4 separate regions of the Sus scrofa genome follow, and all the other regions are linked to region 1. The links are chromatin contacts, called in public Hi-C maps. All regions are on one chromosome and are shown on one strand. The core of a region is the stretch at or near the end of the contact, and the rest is flanking DNA. Distances in the headings are between cores, read along the strand shown.

The links. Hi-C and Micro-C count contacts between places; a contact is called where the count stands out from the background.
Region 2: a Hi-C map of liver shows a contact between it and region 1, with 3 times the contacts expected there. The contact joins the promoter of SIRT6 here to the promoter of MAP2K2 in region 1. A contact is called at or near these places in 1 of 5 promoter capture datasets (liver), 12 of 47 Hi-C or Micro-C datasets (fetal liver, fetal skeletal muscle, heart right ventricle and 5 more) and 1 of 2 datasets of contacts at active chromatin or transcription factors (alveolar macrophages).
Region 3: a contact with region 1 is called in a Hi-C map of liver, with 5 times the contacts expected there. The contact joins the promoter of ZBTB7A here to the promoter of MAP2K2 in region 1. A contact is called at or near these places in 2 of 5 promoter capture datasets (both in liver), 14 of 47 Hi-C or Micro-C datasets (alveolar macrophages, blood, embryonic fibroblasts and 6 more) and 2 of 2 datasets of contacts at active chromatin or transcription factors (alveolar macrophages and skeletal muscle).
Region 4: a contact with region 1 is called in a Hi-C map of liver, with 2.7 times the contacts expected there. The contact joins the promoter of CREB3L3 here to the promoter of MAP2K2 in region 1. A contact is called at or near these places in 4 of 47 Hi-C or Micro-C datasets (fetal liver, liver and skeletal muscle).

The regions. Positions count from the first base shown.
Region 1 is chr2:74,624,821-74,628,487 of Sscrofa11.1, reverse strand. MAP2K2 (mitogen-activated protein kinase kinase 2) reads right to left here and starts at 1,749. Exons shown (of 11, transcript NM_001244550.1): 1 at 1,388-1,749. The coding sequence starts at 1,479.
Region 2 is chr2:74,566,485-74,570,151 of Sscrofa11.1, reverse strand. It overlaps SIRT6 (sirtuin 6), which reads right to left and starts at 1,613. Exons shown (of 10, transcript NM_001114273.1): 1 at 1,539-1,613. The coding sequence starts at 1,604. ANKRD24 (ankyrin repeat domain-containing protein 24) reads left to right here and starts at 1,750. Exons shown (of 23, transcript XM_021084071.1): 1 at 1,750-2,477.
Region 3 is chr2:74,676,240-74,679,906 of Sscrofa11.1, reverse strand. It overlaps ZBTB7A (zinc finger and BTB domain-containing protein 7A), which reads right to left and starts at 1,614. Exons shown (of 3, transcript XM_003354008.4): 1 at 1,195-1,614. LOC110259362 (vegetative cell wall protein gp1-like) reads right to left here and starts at 3,617. Exons shown (of 2, transcript XM_021084088.1): 1 at 1,654-3,617; 2 at 1,265-1,356. The coding sequence starts at 2,540. The coding sequence ends at 1,284. LOC110259661 (basic proline-rich protein-like) reads left to right here. Exons shown (of 4, transcript XM_021085143.1): 2 at 1-239; 3 at 355-594; 4 at 701-770. The coding sequence ends at 770.
Region 4 is chr2:74,586,516-74,590,182 of Sscrofa11.1, reverse strand. CREB3L3 (cyclic AMP-responsive element-binding protein 3-like protein 3) reads left to right here and starts at 1,914. Exons shown (of 10, transcript XM_021084084.1): 1 at 1,914-2,068; 2 at 2,587-2,715; 3 at 3,173-3,455. The coding sequence starts at 2,587.

The sequences.
Region 1 (3,667 bases), core at 500-2,999:
AACTGTGGTTATTTAAAAAAAAACCCTGGAATTCCGATGGCTGGCTTCCTCTATGGGGCAAATTCTTAAAGGGATGGGAATCAGAAATTGTGTAAAACAAAAAGAAGAGAATATGATAAAGGAGCTCTTGTGCTTTTTTTTTTGAATAAGTGGACTTTGGGGGGGAATAAGGAACATGTCCCCACACTGAGCCACGCCCTCGGGGACAGAGAAAGCTGTGAACTCACACATGCATGCATCACGGTGTGCTTCCTTCATCTGGTCCTTCATCTGGTCGTAGGAGGCCAAATACCTGAGAGGCACCAAATGTGCCATCCCCACATCATACCTGGTTCTTGGGGGTCATATGGCAAGCACAGCACAGGCACCCTAGCCAGTGGCCTCTCAGACTGTCCTGCTCTGCTCCAGCATGGAGAATAGGAGTGGGGAGGTCAGACGGACATGCTCTGGAGCCACTCTGGCATGTGACCTCACACAATACTCTGCCATCAGGTAACCCCTAAGGCCTTGATGTTCCTTTCTCTGATCCCACCTGCTGCCCCAAAGTCCTCCTGTCTCACTCAATTGCCTCAAACCGCCTGCATTTCTCCAGCTTCTCAAGGTTTTGCGAATCCATTTGATTCAGAGTCTCTGCTCACCTGCTTTCAGGGGTCCTGGCAGGCCCCAGACTTCTTCCCTGAATGGCTCCCAGTTCTCCTCACACCCTGCCCCTCCAAATGCCCCTCACTCCTTGCTCTCCCAGCCTCTAAGCCTCCTCCAGGCTTCCTCACCACTTTCCCCAGGCTCAGGCGCCCCACCCACCACCAGCAGGATCTTCTCAGGTCCCTTCCCCCCAGATCCCTCAGAGACCCTCTCAGCCCTCAAAGATCCCTCCCCCATCCTCATTTCTCAGACACCCCCTTGCCCCCTTCCTGGACTTCCATACCCCATGCTCGTCTCAAGGGATCCCACTCTCCCGCCCCATCCTCTCCTCTCTGGAATCCCATTCGCCCCATTCTGGGCCTGCAAGAACCTCCCCCCACCTCCACCTCATTACCCAGGGACTCCTCCCCTTTACTCTGACTTCACTACTAGGAACCCCTAATCCATTCTCACCTCCCAGGAACCCTCCCACCATCACCCTGGCTTCGCTATATCAAAAAGGCCCGAACCCCAGCCTTTTCCTGGTAGGGACCGATTCAATACGCAGAGACCCCCTCATCCTATCTTCTCCCAGTAAGAACCCCCCTCCAGCCCTATTTCGCAACTCAGGGACCCCCTTCCGCCAACGTCGATCCTCAGAGCCGCTCAGCTCTCCTCTCAGGGACCCTCTCTCCCCGATCTCGCTATTCTGGGACCCCCCCCCCCCAATCCTGTCCTCTCCCCGGCCCCGGCCCATCCCACTCACTCGGAGGCGCCCTCGCTGGTGGGGGACGGGCCCTCGGCGATGGCGGGGTTGATGGTGAGCGCCGGCAGCACCGGCTTCCTCCGGGCCAGCATCGGGGCTCCGCGGGCCGGCGGCGGCGGCGGCGGCGCCTCTAGCCGGGGCCCATAGGGGGCGGGCCGGGAGCAGGCGACGCCGACTTGAGCCCGGGGCTGTGGCCGCGGCCTAGGCCGGCGCCGGGGCGGGGAGGATGATCGGCGCTGCGGATCGGGGCCGAGGGGCGCCAAAGGGCACCGGGACTGAAGTCAAGGGATCTGGGCCGGCGCGGCCACCAAAGTCTGGCCGAGGCTGACGCTGCAGCCGGAGCCGGGGAGGCCGAGGGAGGGGAGAGGAGGGAGAGTGACGAGATCGCGGGCCGGCCTATCGCGAGAGCCAGCTCCTAGGAATCGAGCCAGATCCCACCCCTCACCGCGGTGCGTGCGCACCACTCTAAGGCCGCCTCCCGAAGGGGGAAATAGGCGGAGACTTAGTTGAGGCCAGGCCTGGAGCATGCGTATTAGCTCGCCTCCCCCCACACAGCTTTTGCGCAAGCTCCGGGAGTGGGGCGAGAGGGACAATGCGACAGACAGGTGTTGGGGGTGGAGCGGCAGTGGAGGAGGGGCGGTCAGACCCCTAGAGCTTTACAGGTGACAGACTGGAACTACATGAACCAGTAAAACCTTCAAAAATAGGAGACTTAAGTTGACCTAAGAGTCAACTAAAGGCTTTTTGCCAATACGGACCCCCACATCCCCCCAGCAATTAACTCATACTACCAATTACTATCATTCACTCATAAAAGAGAGGTCATTAAAAAACTTTTGTTGTTATAAATATATGTAACATAAAATTTACCATTTTACCAATTGTAAATGTGTAGTTTAGTGGCAGTAACTATATTCACACTGTTATGCAACCTTTCCCACCATCCATCTCCAGAACTTTATCTTCTTCCCAAACGGAAAATCCGTCCCCCTTATTGAACACCAACTCCCCATTCTACTCCCCTAGACCACCACTCTTCCTTCTGTCTCTATGAATTCAACTGCTCTAGGGACCTCCTGTAAGTGGAATGATAAGGTATTTGTCCTTTTGTGACAGACTTATTTCACTCAGCATCATGTTCTCAAGGTTCATCCATGTTGTGGTGTGTGTCAGAATTTCCTCCCTTTTTAAGGCTGAATAATACACTGTTGTATGGTTGGACCCTACATTGTTTATCTTATCTGTTAATGGACATTTGCGAGTTTCCACCTTTTGGCTCTTATGAACAGTGCTGCTATGAAGGTGAGTGTATCAATTTCTCTTTAAATCTTTGCTTGCAACTCTTTTGAATATCATTTGGTGATTCTATGTTTTTTTTTAATTTTTTTTTTTTTTGGTCTTTTTGCTATTTCTTGGTCTTGGGCCGCTCCCACGGCATATGGAGGTTCCCAGGCTAGGGGTCGAATCGGAGCTGTAGCCACCGGCCTACCCAGAACCACAGCAACGCGGGATCCGAGCCGCGTCTGCAACCTACACCACAGCTCACGGCAACACCGGATCGTTAACCCACTGAGCAAGGGCAGGGATCAAACCCGCAACCTCATGGTTCCTAGTCGGATTCGTTAACCACTGCGCCACGACGGGAACTCCGTTTATTTATTTTTTATTTTTTGGGCCACATGTGGACATGCCCTTGGGTGGGGAATTGAAGCTGCATCACAGCAGTGACCCAAGCCACTGCAGTGATGATGCTGTATCCTTAACCTGATATGCCATAAAATAACTCTTATGTTTAATTTTTTTAGAAACCATCATACTGTTTTCCACAGTGGCTACACCATTTTATGAGAAAGGTCACTTTAGGAGTTCCCGTCGTGGCGCAGTGGTTAACGAATCCGACTAGGAACCATGAGGTTGCGGGTTCGGTCCCTGCCCTTGCTCAGTGGGTTAATGATCCGGTGTTGCCGTGAGCTGTGGTGTAGGTTGCAGACGCGGCTCGGATCCTGAGTTGCTGTGGCTCTGGTGTATGCCGGTGGCTACAGCTCCGATTCAACCCCTAGCCTTGGAATCTCCATATGCTGCGGGAGCGGCCCAAGAAATAGCAAAAAGACAAAAAAAAAAAAAAAAAAGAAAGGTCACTTTAACACCAATTTAAGGAAAAAGGGAGGTAGTACATGGCACAGAATAAAGAATAATCACTTAAATAGGAAAAAGTCGACTTTATGAAAAACCCACCACATTGCCTTTTTTTTTTTTTTTTTTTTTTTTTTTTGGTCACTT
Region 2 (3,667 bases), core at 364-2,863, 58 kb after region 1:
GGCTCAGATCCTGCATTGCTGTGGCTGTGGCCTAGGTTGGCAGCTGCAGCTCTGATTGGACCCCTAGCTTGAGAACTTCCATACGCTGCTGGTGTGGCCCTAAAAAGTAAAAAAAGAAAAAAGAAAAATAAATGTGGTCTGTACATACAATGGAATATTATTCAGCCTGCAAAAGGAAGAACATTCTGACACAGGCTACAATATGGATGAAACTTGAGGACATTATGCTCAGAGAATAAGCCAGATAAAAAACCACAAATACTGTATCATTTCACTTATGGGAGGTCCCTAGAGGAGTCAGACTCATAGAGAAAGTAGATGGTGGGTGCCAGGGCGTGGGGGAGGGGGATGGAGAGTTAGTATTTAATGAGAACACTAGGAAGATGAAAAAGCTCTGGAAATGGATGGTGGTGATGGTTGTATAACATTATAAATGTATTCAATACTGCTGAACTGTAGTCTTAAAATAGTTAAGAAAGTAAATTTTATATTGCGTATATTTTATGAGTATTTTTTAAATTGGGGGAAAAATAGTCATTTTCAGTGATGGCTCCCTGGCCACCTGGTTTCAATGCAGCCCTCAGCTCTTCTTATCTGCTTTGCTTTTCTCCCTAGCTCTTACCACCATCTGGTTTCTTTTTATTCTTCTTTCTTTTTTTTTGGCTGCAACACAGCATAGGGAAGTTCCCTGATTAGGGATCCAATCCAAGCCACAGCTCCAGCAAGGCAGGATCCTTAAACTGCTGCGCCACAGCAGGAACTCCCCACTATCTGATTTCTTATACTTATTTGCTGCTCATCTGTCTTGTTCTGTGATGTGGCTCCAGGTTGGAGAAAGTGTCTGGTATAAGGTAAGTACTTGAATGTTTGTGGAATAAAGTGAAAAACACCCAGGAGGGAAGAGTGGGGCTGCACATCATCTAAGAGCTCACTGATGCCTGACTCAGAATGAACGAGCCAGCCTTTGTGGGAGGGGGGCAATCTTCTCCCCAGTTTACAGAAGGGGAAAGGAAACCCAGAAAGAAGTGACCCAGCCAAGGTCTCAGCGTACGGAGGGACTTCTTTTCAGCGTGGTTGGAGGAGTGTTTCTGATACATCCTCCAGGTTCCTCCCCAGGTCAAAACCCTTCCGCATCACCCTTAGTGTCAACTCCCCAGCCTGGCACTTGAGGCCCATCCTGGCCTCCTTCTGGAAACCTCTTTGATCTAATCTGCTCTCTAAGTTTATTTCCACCCCACCCCCCCGCTTTGCCCGGGTAGTGCATTCTGCCTGGATATACATTGGGTGCTCCCTTATCAGAACTTGAAGACCACCCCATCGCTGGTCCTTCCCCGAGTCACCAGCCTAACCGACCCAGAGCTGGGCGTGTTCGCGTCCCCGGCCGCGCTGGGGCGTCACTTCCCGCCCCCTCCTCATTGGGAAGTCCCTCCCATTATCTAGCCTCAGTGTCTCCTGCTATTCCCACAATTCCCCGCTGCCGGTAGGCCCCGCCCAGCCCACGGCCCTGGGGGTAGCTGTCGGGATCCCGCCGCGCTCACCTCGGGGAGACCGCACTTGCCCTTGTCTGCGTACGGCGACAGGCCAGCCGCATAATTCACCGACATCCTCACCGCCCCAACGGGAACAATAAAGTTTCCCTTGTTGTGGCCGCTTCCGCCGGAAATGGGGTGGGACGGGGAAGGAGGAGCCGCATTCCCATCCACCGCACCTGGCGTCTCCTTCCAAGACGCATGCGCCCCGGACGGACGCTGCGGTCGCCATATTAACTGATGGCAAAGGGAGACCTGCTTCCAGCTTCTGCTTCGTACTGTATGCTGGGCATGTAGCGGGTGGTGGGAAAAAGGCTGTCCAGTGACCGGGCTGGAAACTGGGGGATAGCCGACGAGAGAGTTCTCTAGTCGCCTCTAAAGCGAGGGGCACGAAGATCAGTGCCCTTTTCCCCTTTTCTCACAAATGAGTGAATTGACGTTCCCCTTACTCGCCCTCCACTCTTGCAGAACAGAGCTTGAGAGAAGGGACCCGGGACTCATGCTCCCAATCCAAGGTTCTTTCCCCTGAAAATTTCAGAATTTTCTAAATTTACAAATGTACAGTACCTGTGCGTCGTGGGGGCAATTTGGGGCCTCACTAAGGGAAGGTTGAGGACGCCACTCTTAAGATACTTGGACATTATCTAGGTGGGCGATAATCACTCAGCAGGACAGGTCTCGACTGCACCAAGAAAATGGAGAAACTGCTTCCGGTCACTGGGGCTGGTGGCCTTTAGGACTCATTTAAGAAATGTATTGCACAGCCACTAGGGGGACGCTGGAGAGCAAATGCAGCATTTCATGACCTAGCAGTGGTGACTTAGTGTGACCTGTGTGTAATGAGGGCATTGAGCAAGGAAGGCGCTCTGGCGGAGGCAGCTGACCCAGCCTGGGAGACAACCAGGAAGGCTTCCTGGAGGAGGAAATGTTTCACTAAAGATCTGAACAGTGAGTACAAGTGAGGTGGGGGAAATCAGCCAATTGGGGCTGACAGGAGGTACAGAAAGAGGGCTCCTGGCAGAGGAACAGCAAGTCCAAAGGATGGGAAGAGCAGAAGAGGGTGGCTCTTTCCAGAAACTGAAATCTGCCCAGTGATGTTAGGGAAAAACATCCATGTCTTCCTGCCAAAGCCTGGTGGCCAACAGACAGGCCCACTGCCAGTCTGTCTCCTCCCTCTGCTCATCCCCTACCATTGGGGGTGGCTGCCTGTTCAGAGCTGATCAGGTGTCAGAGCTGAGTGCTGGGAGCTGCTGGTGTGAGCTGGTGGCCCCGCTGGAGCAGGTAACCAGAGCCGGCAGTGGACACGGTGGCCTGGTGCTGGAGTCAGTGGAGCTGCAGAAGGTAGGGGCAGAGGAGATGAGGGAGGCCTGGGCTGGAGGCTCCCCTTAGGGCCTCAGGCCCCTTGCCCCTGGGCACTGGCATATGGGAGAATGGAGGGCTGGTGTATGCCCCAGTTATGCTGAGGCAACAGGCACCCAGACACACACACACACGCACACACACACACACGCACACCCATTCATGGGTGCACTTTGCACTTCTCAGCCTTTTGCCGTGGTTAGGGTACATCCCTTCTTTTCCTGCTGCTGCTGCTCAATATCCTGCCCAGCCATCAGGCCCTGTTTATATATCAACACCTCCTCCAGGAAGCAGCTCCCTAGACGCTTCCTCTTGCCCCCAAGCCCACAGATTCCCTCCTGCCCCAGCAACTTGTGAACTTCTCTCGAGGGTGTCATTTACACCCTGCTCTGGGTGTGATTGAGTCCTTTAGACAGGAGTAAAGAAAAAGAGTGGGTGGGTGGTGAGTGGGTACATTGATTAAATGGGGTGAATTGAAGGAATGAGTGAATGGATGGGCAGTAGATGGATGGGAGGGTGGATGGATGATGGGTGGGTAGGTGGGTGTTGGTTGTGTGGGTGGCTACATAGGTGGGTAGGCAGGTGGATAAGTGAATGGATGAGTGGTTGGTTGGACAGGTGGGTGGTGGGTGGGTAGGTGGTAGCCAGTGGGTAAATGGATACATGGATCTATGGATAGGTGAGTGGGCAGCTGGATGGGCAGGTAGGTAGGTGGATGGTGGATGGATGGGCGGGTGGATGTTGGTTGAAGCATGGGTGTTTGTTTGTTTTGTGGGTTT
Region 3 (3,667 bases), core at 365-2,864, 52 kb before region 1:
CTGGGCTGGCTCCCTCCGAGGGGCCGGGAGGCGGCAGTGAGCCTGGCCCCGCGCCACCCCCCGCCGCCGGCGGCCAATCCCCACCCGGGCTGGGGGGAGGGCGATGCAAATTACCCCGGATCTGGGTCCGCCCGCCCGCCTCCCCCACGCCCGGGCCCAGTCTGCACTAGGCCGCTCATCCCCGGACTCCCCTGCACCGCGCGGCCGCCTGGGCCGCCGCCCTCCCCAGGGAGCGCGGGGTGGGTGACCCCCCCCGGGACGGGGGGCTGAGGGGAGGGGGGCTGGGGACGGTTACACAACCAAGGCGGGGAGGGGCCCCGGGGCGGGGAGGGGGACGGCCCGCGGGCCGCGCAGCCGGAAGCCGGGGACCGCCACCGGCCCCCGGCAAGGGGAGCCCGGCTCCAGGCCCCGCCTCCGGGCCGGCAGGCCCCGCCTCCGGGCCGCGCCGCGCGATCAGCCCGCGCTCATTGGCTCGCTAGCCCGCCACTCACCGCCCCTCCTCCGCACCGCCCCTACCCGCGGGCCGCGGCGGGACGGCGGCGCGGCGCACCCTGGGACTTGTAGTCCGAGCAGCCTGCCACCTGCCAGCTGCAAGCGCGGGGGGACTACGACGCCCAGAGGCCCCAGCGGCCGCGCCCGCCCACCCGGACACCCCACCCCTTCCCCCTCCTTTGCAAAGCCCCCCTCCCTGTTTTTTCAGCCCCCTCCCCCCCATCCCCCATGGAGCTCAATCCTGGCCAACTCCAACGTATGCACGCAGCACCGAATAGGCCCCCGGGGGGCGAGAGCGCCCCCAGTACCCAGCTGCAAACTTAGCACGCGACGCGCCCCCCTATCTCCCCACGCCGGCTCCCCCCACCCTCAATGCAGCCCCGCTTCCCCTCCCCCTCTCCTCGCGCTCCTGGGAGCCCCGAAAAAACCATGCACCAGGGGGGTCGGGGGGGGGCGGCCGGCGCACAAGCCTATGCACTTCGCCCCTAATACCCCTTCCCTGGCGGCGCCCCCTCCCCGCGCTCGGGATCCAGGGCGCCTCCAGCCTCCCGGCAGCTGCCAGCCACCCCCTCCTCTGAAACTTGCGGAACGTCCCTGGCTCCCGGGATCGCCCCTTCTGGCGAGGGCAAAGGTGGGCGCAGAGACCCCAGCCCTTCCCCACCCTGCACCCCATGCTGGGGGCCGCGCCGTGCGCTGACTTACCTCGCGGGGCCGGGCCGGGCCGGGGCGCGCGGGGCCGGGGCCCGGAGTTGGGACTGGGCTCCTCGGCCGCTCGCCTCTGGGGTCCGCGTCTAGCTCTCCCCTCGCTGGCTCTCCCCTCTTCGCTCCCTCGCTCCGGCGGCGGCGTCACTGCCCCTACAGTAACTGTACAGTACAGCCAAAGCCCCGTATGATGCTCGCGACTCCCTTCCTGGTTTCTCCGAGGGCAAGAGGGGTCCTCCCTTGTCTTAAAGGTGCCGCAGCCGCCGGCCCCCCCCACGCCCAGCCCGCCCCCCCACCCCGGCCTCAGAGGCCAGAACAGGCTCGGCAGGTCCCCTCTTGCCACGTCTCTGCCCTCCCGTGGGGCTTCGCCCGCTGCGCCGGAGAAACCGGGCTGTTATTAGGTTTTGTCAAGTTGAGGGGGGGTCCAGCCCGCCCCCGGCGCGCCCCCCCTCTTCTGACCTCTCCGCCCCGCTGCGCGGCGCCGTGCCAGCCTGCCAGCTTATCTGTCCCCAGAGCTCCCCGGGGCGCGGGGGGAGCGGGCCCCCCGGGTGGAGGGGGTGGGGGACTCCAGATAAACAGGCCCCCAGCCTCCACGCAGAGGCGGGTGCGGGGGGGGGCGCGGGCTTTGCCCCCGACGCCTGGGGCGTGGCAGGATGGCAGCGGGGGCGGGGAGGGCTATGCGCACTGCGAGGACCGACGCGGGCGTGGGTCGCGGCTGCCCGGGCTGCTGGGGGTGGGTGGGGGGCGAGGGGTGGAGACTGCGGGCCGGACGCCGGCCCTCCCCGGGCCTCAGTTTGTCCAGCTGCGGAAGGGACCTGGGGGCGGGCTTTGGGTTGACGGCTCGGGTCCGCTGGGCTCCCGGGTCTGTAAATGAAACAGCCAACCTGCCCGCCTGCGATTATGTAAAGGAGTCGCCTCTGCCCGCTGCGCCAGGGGCGTAGCGGGGGAAGGGGTTGGCTAGGGGCGGGCTGGGCTGTTGTTTTCCCGGCTTTCCGAGTTCCCCCACCCAACTGCGGGCCACTGGGCGGGACGGAGACCCGGCACCGGACGCTTAGGTCCCGCGGTTCGTTCCCGCAAGGGTCTGCATGGCTTGGGAGGGGCGAAGGTGGGGAGTGGGGAGGCGTTGGCTCAGCCCAACTTTTTTTCCCTGTCCATTTCTCCCACTTCCTCCCCGGTCGTGGGAGAGGTCCGGCGGGGGACGGGGGAGGGGGAAGAGGGGACGAGCAGTGAGAACTGCCTGACCCGCCCCGGCCAACTGCCCGCTGCACACAGTAGGCGCTGGGGGAGGGCTCTCTGGTGCAATCAGCCCCCTGGGGATCTCTGAGCCTCAGTTTCCCTGTCTGCATTCCCTCGGTCGGAGAAGGCTGGCACCTGCTTCGGCGTCGTTTGCTGAGCGCTTCTCGAGTGGCTGGCTCTGTCCGGGGTCCTGTTTACCTCCATTCTAACATCTAATGCCATTATCATGATCATTATTTATTGTTATTATCATTTTTACCACCATTACCTTACAGGCAGGAAACTTCCACTGCCGTGGGTGAAATGTACCCCGTCTGTCCTTCTGTGACTTCAAAGCTTTCCTGCACTTCATTGCCTCTTCACACACGTATTAAAAGTGCCTTTCAACTCCCAAACGGGTTGGATTGGCTTTTGTAATAGTAATTTGGCTTCAAGGGGAAACCCGGGAGGCCCCCAGAAGGGAAGTGACAGCCCCAGGACTTGCAGCCTGAAACCAACCCCCCAGGGTAGATGGAAAAGGACTGAGGGAGGGGCCACTTGGGTCCAGAGTGAGGGCGGAACCCAGGGACTTTGCTCTAACGACCCTGCCTGGGATATAAGTCCTCTTCCTTCCTTAAACCACCCTGCCATCAGCCTTGGGACAAGAAGGGCCAAGCAGAAACACAATTTGCAGGTCCCAGGATAGTTATTGGGTACTGGAGATAACTGAAGTTCAGGCCTTCATCCTAAGCAGTCTTACTTGCCATCCCCCCAATGTCCACCCATTCAACCAGAGCAGGGGTGACTCAGTGTCCCCCCTGTACCACCCAGCCTCAGATTTCTGGCACCCTTCTCTGCCGCAGATAACCTGACTCAGAAGGGGCAGGGAATTCATATATAAGATTAGCATTGAATCTAATCCTTATCAGGCCCCAGGAAAAAACAAGGGTTATATAATTTCCATCTTACATTTGAGGAAACTGAGGCCAAGGGAGGGACAGTGAGCAAGGATGTCAAATCCAGCTTCACCTGGCTCTAGACCCTGCCGGAGGGGCTGAAGGTGGGTCCTTCAGGAAATGCCAGGATTGCATACCCCAACCCTATGCCCAGTCCTGCTCCTGCAATGAAAAGAGAGAGAAGGGAGCAAAGCTTTGTCCTGACCCCTATTCCTCTGTCCCTACCCCAACCCTCTCCTCCCCACCCCCCAAGAAACCCAGGTAGATAATTTTTTTTTTTTTATGGTGGCACCTGTGGCATA
Region 4 (3,667 bases), core at 665-3,164, 38 kb after region 1:
GCCCAAGAGGCCCTGCATGACCTGCCCTGTTCCCTCCCCCCCCCCCGACTCTGCTCCAGCCACACAGGCTTCCATACTGTTCTTCCAACGTGGTCCTGCCCCAGGGCTTTTGCACCTGCTGTTTCCTTGGCCTGAAACACCCTTCCACTAGACCTCCTGGTGGCTGGCTCTGTCTCATCAGCCAGGCTGTACTTAAAAGTCATTTTCTTTCTTTCATTTTTTTCTTTCTGTCATTTAGGGCTGCACCCGCAGCATATGGAGGTTCCCAGGTTAGGGGTACAATTGGAGCTGTAGCCACCGGCCTATGCCAGAGCCACAGCACTGCTGGATCTGAGCCACGTCTGTAACCTACACCACAGCTTATGGCAACACCAGATCCTTAACCCACCGAGCAAGGCTAAGGATCGAACCCACGTCTTCATGGATGCTAGTCGGGTTTGTTAACCGCTGAGCCACGATGGGAACTCCAAAAGTCATTTTCTAAAAGAAGCCTTTGGCAGTCCTCTTTTGCCCTTTAAACATGGTTACATATAGTTTTTTGGTAGCATCTTCCATTTGTCAGTTTTCGGTATGTTTATACGCTAATAGTCTAGATCGTCCTGTGCCTTATCACCAGGGCCTAAAATAGTGGCTGGCATACAGGAGGTGCTCAATAGTAAAAGCTGATTGAGCATCCCCTGTGTGCCATGCCTTTCTAGATGCTGGGGATCCAGCCAACAATAAAAGAAGCTCTATCCTAGCCCTGAAGCGCTCACATGAAGGGGTGGGGGAGGAATGAAGGATGAGGATAGGCAAGGAGACAAGAAAATTTTAGAGGAGTTCCTATTGTGGCTCAGTGGGTTATGAATCTGACTAGTATTCATGAGAACATGGATTCGATCCTTGGTCTCACTTAGTGGGTTAAGGATCCGGTGTTGCTGCAAGCTGAGGTGTAGGTTGAGGATGCAGCTCTGATCTGGCATTGCAATGGTGTGGCATAGGCTGGCAGCTGCAGCTCTGATTTGACCCCTAGTTTGGGACCTCCCATATGCCACAGTTTCGGCCCTAAAAAGACACACACACACACACACACACACACACACACACACACACACACCAGGAATTCACCTGGGGTGCAACGGATTAAGGATCCAGCCTTGTCATTGCAGTGGTTCGGGTTCACTGTGGTACAGGTTCGATCCCTGATGGAACAGGGATCACTCACATGCTGTAGGTGTGGCCAAAGAAAGAAAATGAAAATTTCAAATAGTGAAAACAGCGATGTGACCTTCCTCTCTGATGGACGGTCAGAGACAGCCTCTCAGTTGTCTGGGCTGAGATCCATGAGAATCAAACATTTATGAATAGGTGAACACAGTGTCAGAGTCAGGGTGAAGGGGATAGGAGTTCTAGGCAGAGGGAGCAGCCAGTGCAAAGGCCCTGAGGTAGATAGATATACATGTAGCTCCATAATATTTATTGAGAATAAATGAATGATAGAAGATTCTAGAAGGAATTGATCACTTTGGTTTGGCCAGAACTTGCTTGGGGGTTGGGGAAGGTAGAGGGTTGCCAGCTCTGATGAGGGAAGGAAATTCCTGGCAGAGGGAGGGGCTCCAGCAAAGGTCTGAGCTGCACTTGGTTTTGTTCTGTTCTGGGAGTGAATAGGAAGTGGCCAGGGGCTCTGAATGTCTTCTGGAGCTGACATACAGGGAATATGACAAGAAATAGCCCCTGAAAGTAGGGGAGAGGTCATGCTAGAGCTACAGCACCCCAGACTTTGGCCTTTGCCCACTGGCGGCTGGAAAAGTGCAAAACATCTGAGATAACGGTCTCTCCTCCCCTCCCCCTAGCCTGCCCCTGTGTCACTGGTCCTTAACCCTGTCCATCTTGCCTGTTCTCCAATCAGCACCTGGGGGTGGGCTGGGAGTGTGCCAGGACTATTTCAGCATCTTTTAGAGGTGGTAACAGAGGCATAGAGAGGCTGGGAGCCCTGGTGGTGGGATGAGCCTCTAGCTCGGAGCATACCAGAAGTCGGCTGGAGACAGAACTGGCTGGGCTCGTGAATGGGGATTTAGCCATTGAAAAGGTGAGCCCTGTACAGGTTCATGGGGGAGGGAGGGTTTATGCCAGGAGCCCTCCCTAAGCTTCCAGAGTTGACAGGAACCTCACACCCCATTGTACAGATGGGAAGACTGAGGCCCAGAGGGGAAGACAATGACCAAAATCATGCCTCTCTCCTGGGGTTGCTCTTGGTCATCCTTCCAGGTTCCCCCTGCACTCTAGAAGCAGGAGCTTTGGGCAGGAAGGGAATATAAGAGAAGGCTGGCTCCATTGGCCTCATGGGAGCTGACCAAGCTGATCATCCCCTGGTGTATCTGTCTAGTGCTTTTTATAGCAGTTGGCTCTCAGGCCTGGCGAGTCTCTGGGTCATCCCCACTGCACAGATTTGGAGACTGAGGCTCAGCAAGTGGGAGCAGCAGTCCAACCTGAGGGCTGAGCTGGGATTGAATTGGAGTGGGACAGACCTTACTTATGATGGTGTGTGGATGGGTGGTGGGGAGGGGAGGGGCTTCATGACCCACAAATGTCCCCTCCTTGCCCCAGATGGCTTCCTCTGCCAGTCCTATGGGCCCTATTGACAGCCTGGAGCTCTTGGATCTCCTGTTTGACCGGCAGGACGGCATCCTGAGACACGTAGAACTGGGCGAGGACTGGGGCCGCATCGAGGACCAGGTGATAACATATCGTGGACACCCCAGGGCCAGAGCCAAGACTCTGCTCTGCTCTATGCATTTACCACTCACAGTGCGTGATTTTTAGCACAGCATGTTATTGTGTCAAAACTTTCAGCTCCCCTAAGGGGCAGGTAACATCACCTTTTTCTTAAAAGTGGTGAAACTGAGGCCCAGAGAGGGTTGGTAACTTGTCCTGGGTCACACAGCAGTTTGGAGTTGGGTTCAGACTTAAACTCGGGGCTCATGCCTCAACATGGTTGGATGCTGTTCCCATGCCCCACGGTTGTGCTCAGGCTCCAACAATGCTGGGACAAGAAGCATTAATGCTTTCCATCTTGCAGAAAGGAAAAGCAAGCTCCAGAGAGGGTCAGGGGCTCGCCTAGAGACACACAGCAGTCCAAAGCAAAGGATGAATTAGGCCTCCTAATTCCCACCAGTCCTCTCCGTCCCAACAGGTTTTGCCTGGCCCGGACTCTGATGATTTCCTCAACTCCATCCTGGGTTCTGGAGATTCAGCGCCCAGCTCCCCAACCTGGTCTCCTGCGGCCAGTGACAGTGGCATCTCAGAAGATCTGCCCTCCGACCCCCAGGACACCCCTCCACGTAGTGGTGTGGCTGCCACCCCGTCCAGCTACCATACCTCAGAGTCTGGCAAGGGACCCTGTCCCTCCTACCCTCCTGGCCCTCCCTGCCCTGCCAGGCACCTTGGGCCAGTGGCCTCTGTGGCCATAGACCTGGGTGAGTCCTTGTCTTTGCTAACTACCCTCACCTTGTCCGGGGAACTGCACATACATACCCACCCTTTGAGATGGGTATTGGGGGGCTGTTGTGGGCCCATTTTCCAGCTGGTTAGGAGATGAGTCAGAACCGCAGAGCTGAGGTGCAACCCTGGCAGCCTGGCTCTGTCCCAAGACATCAAGCTGGCAATCTCATTTTTGTACCTCCTACCC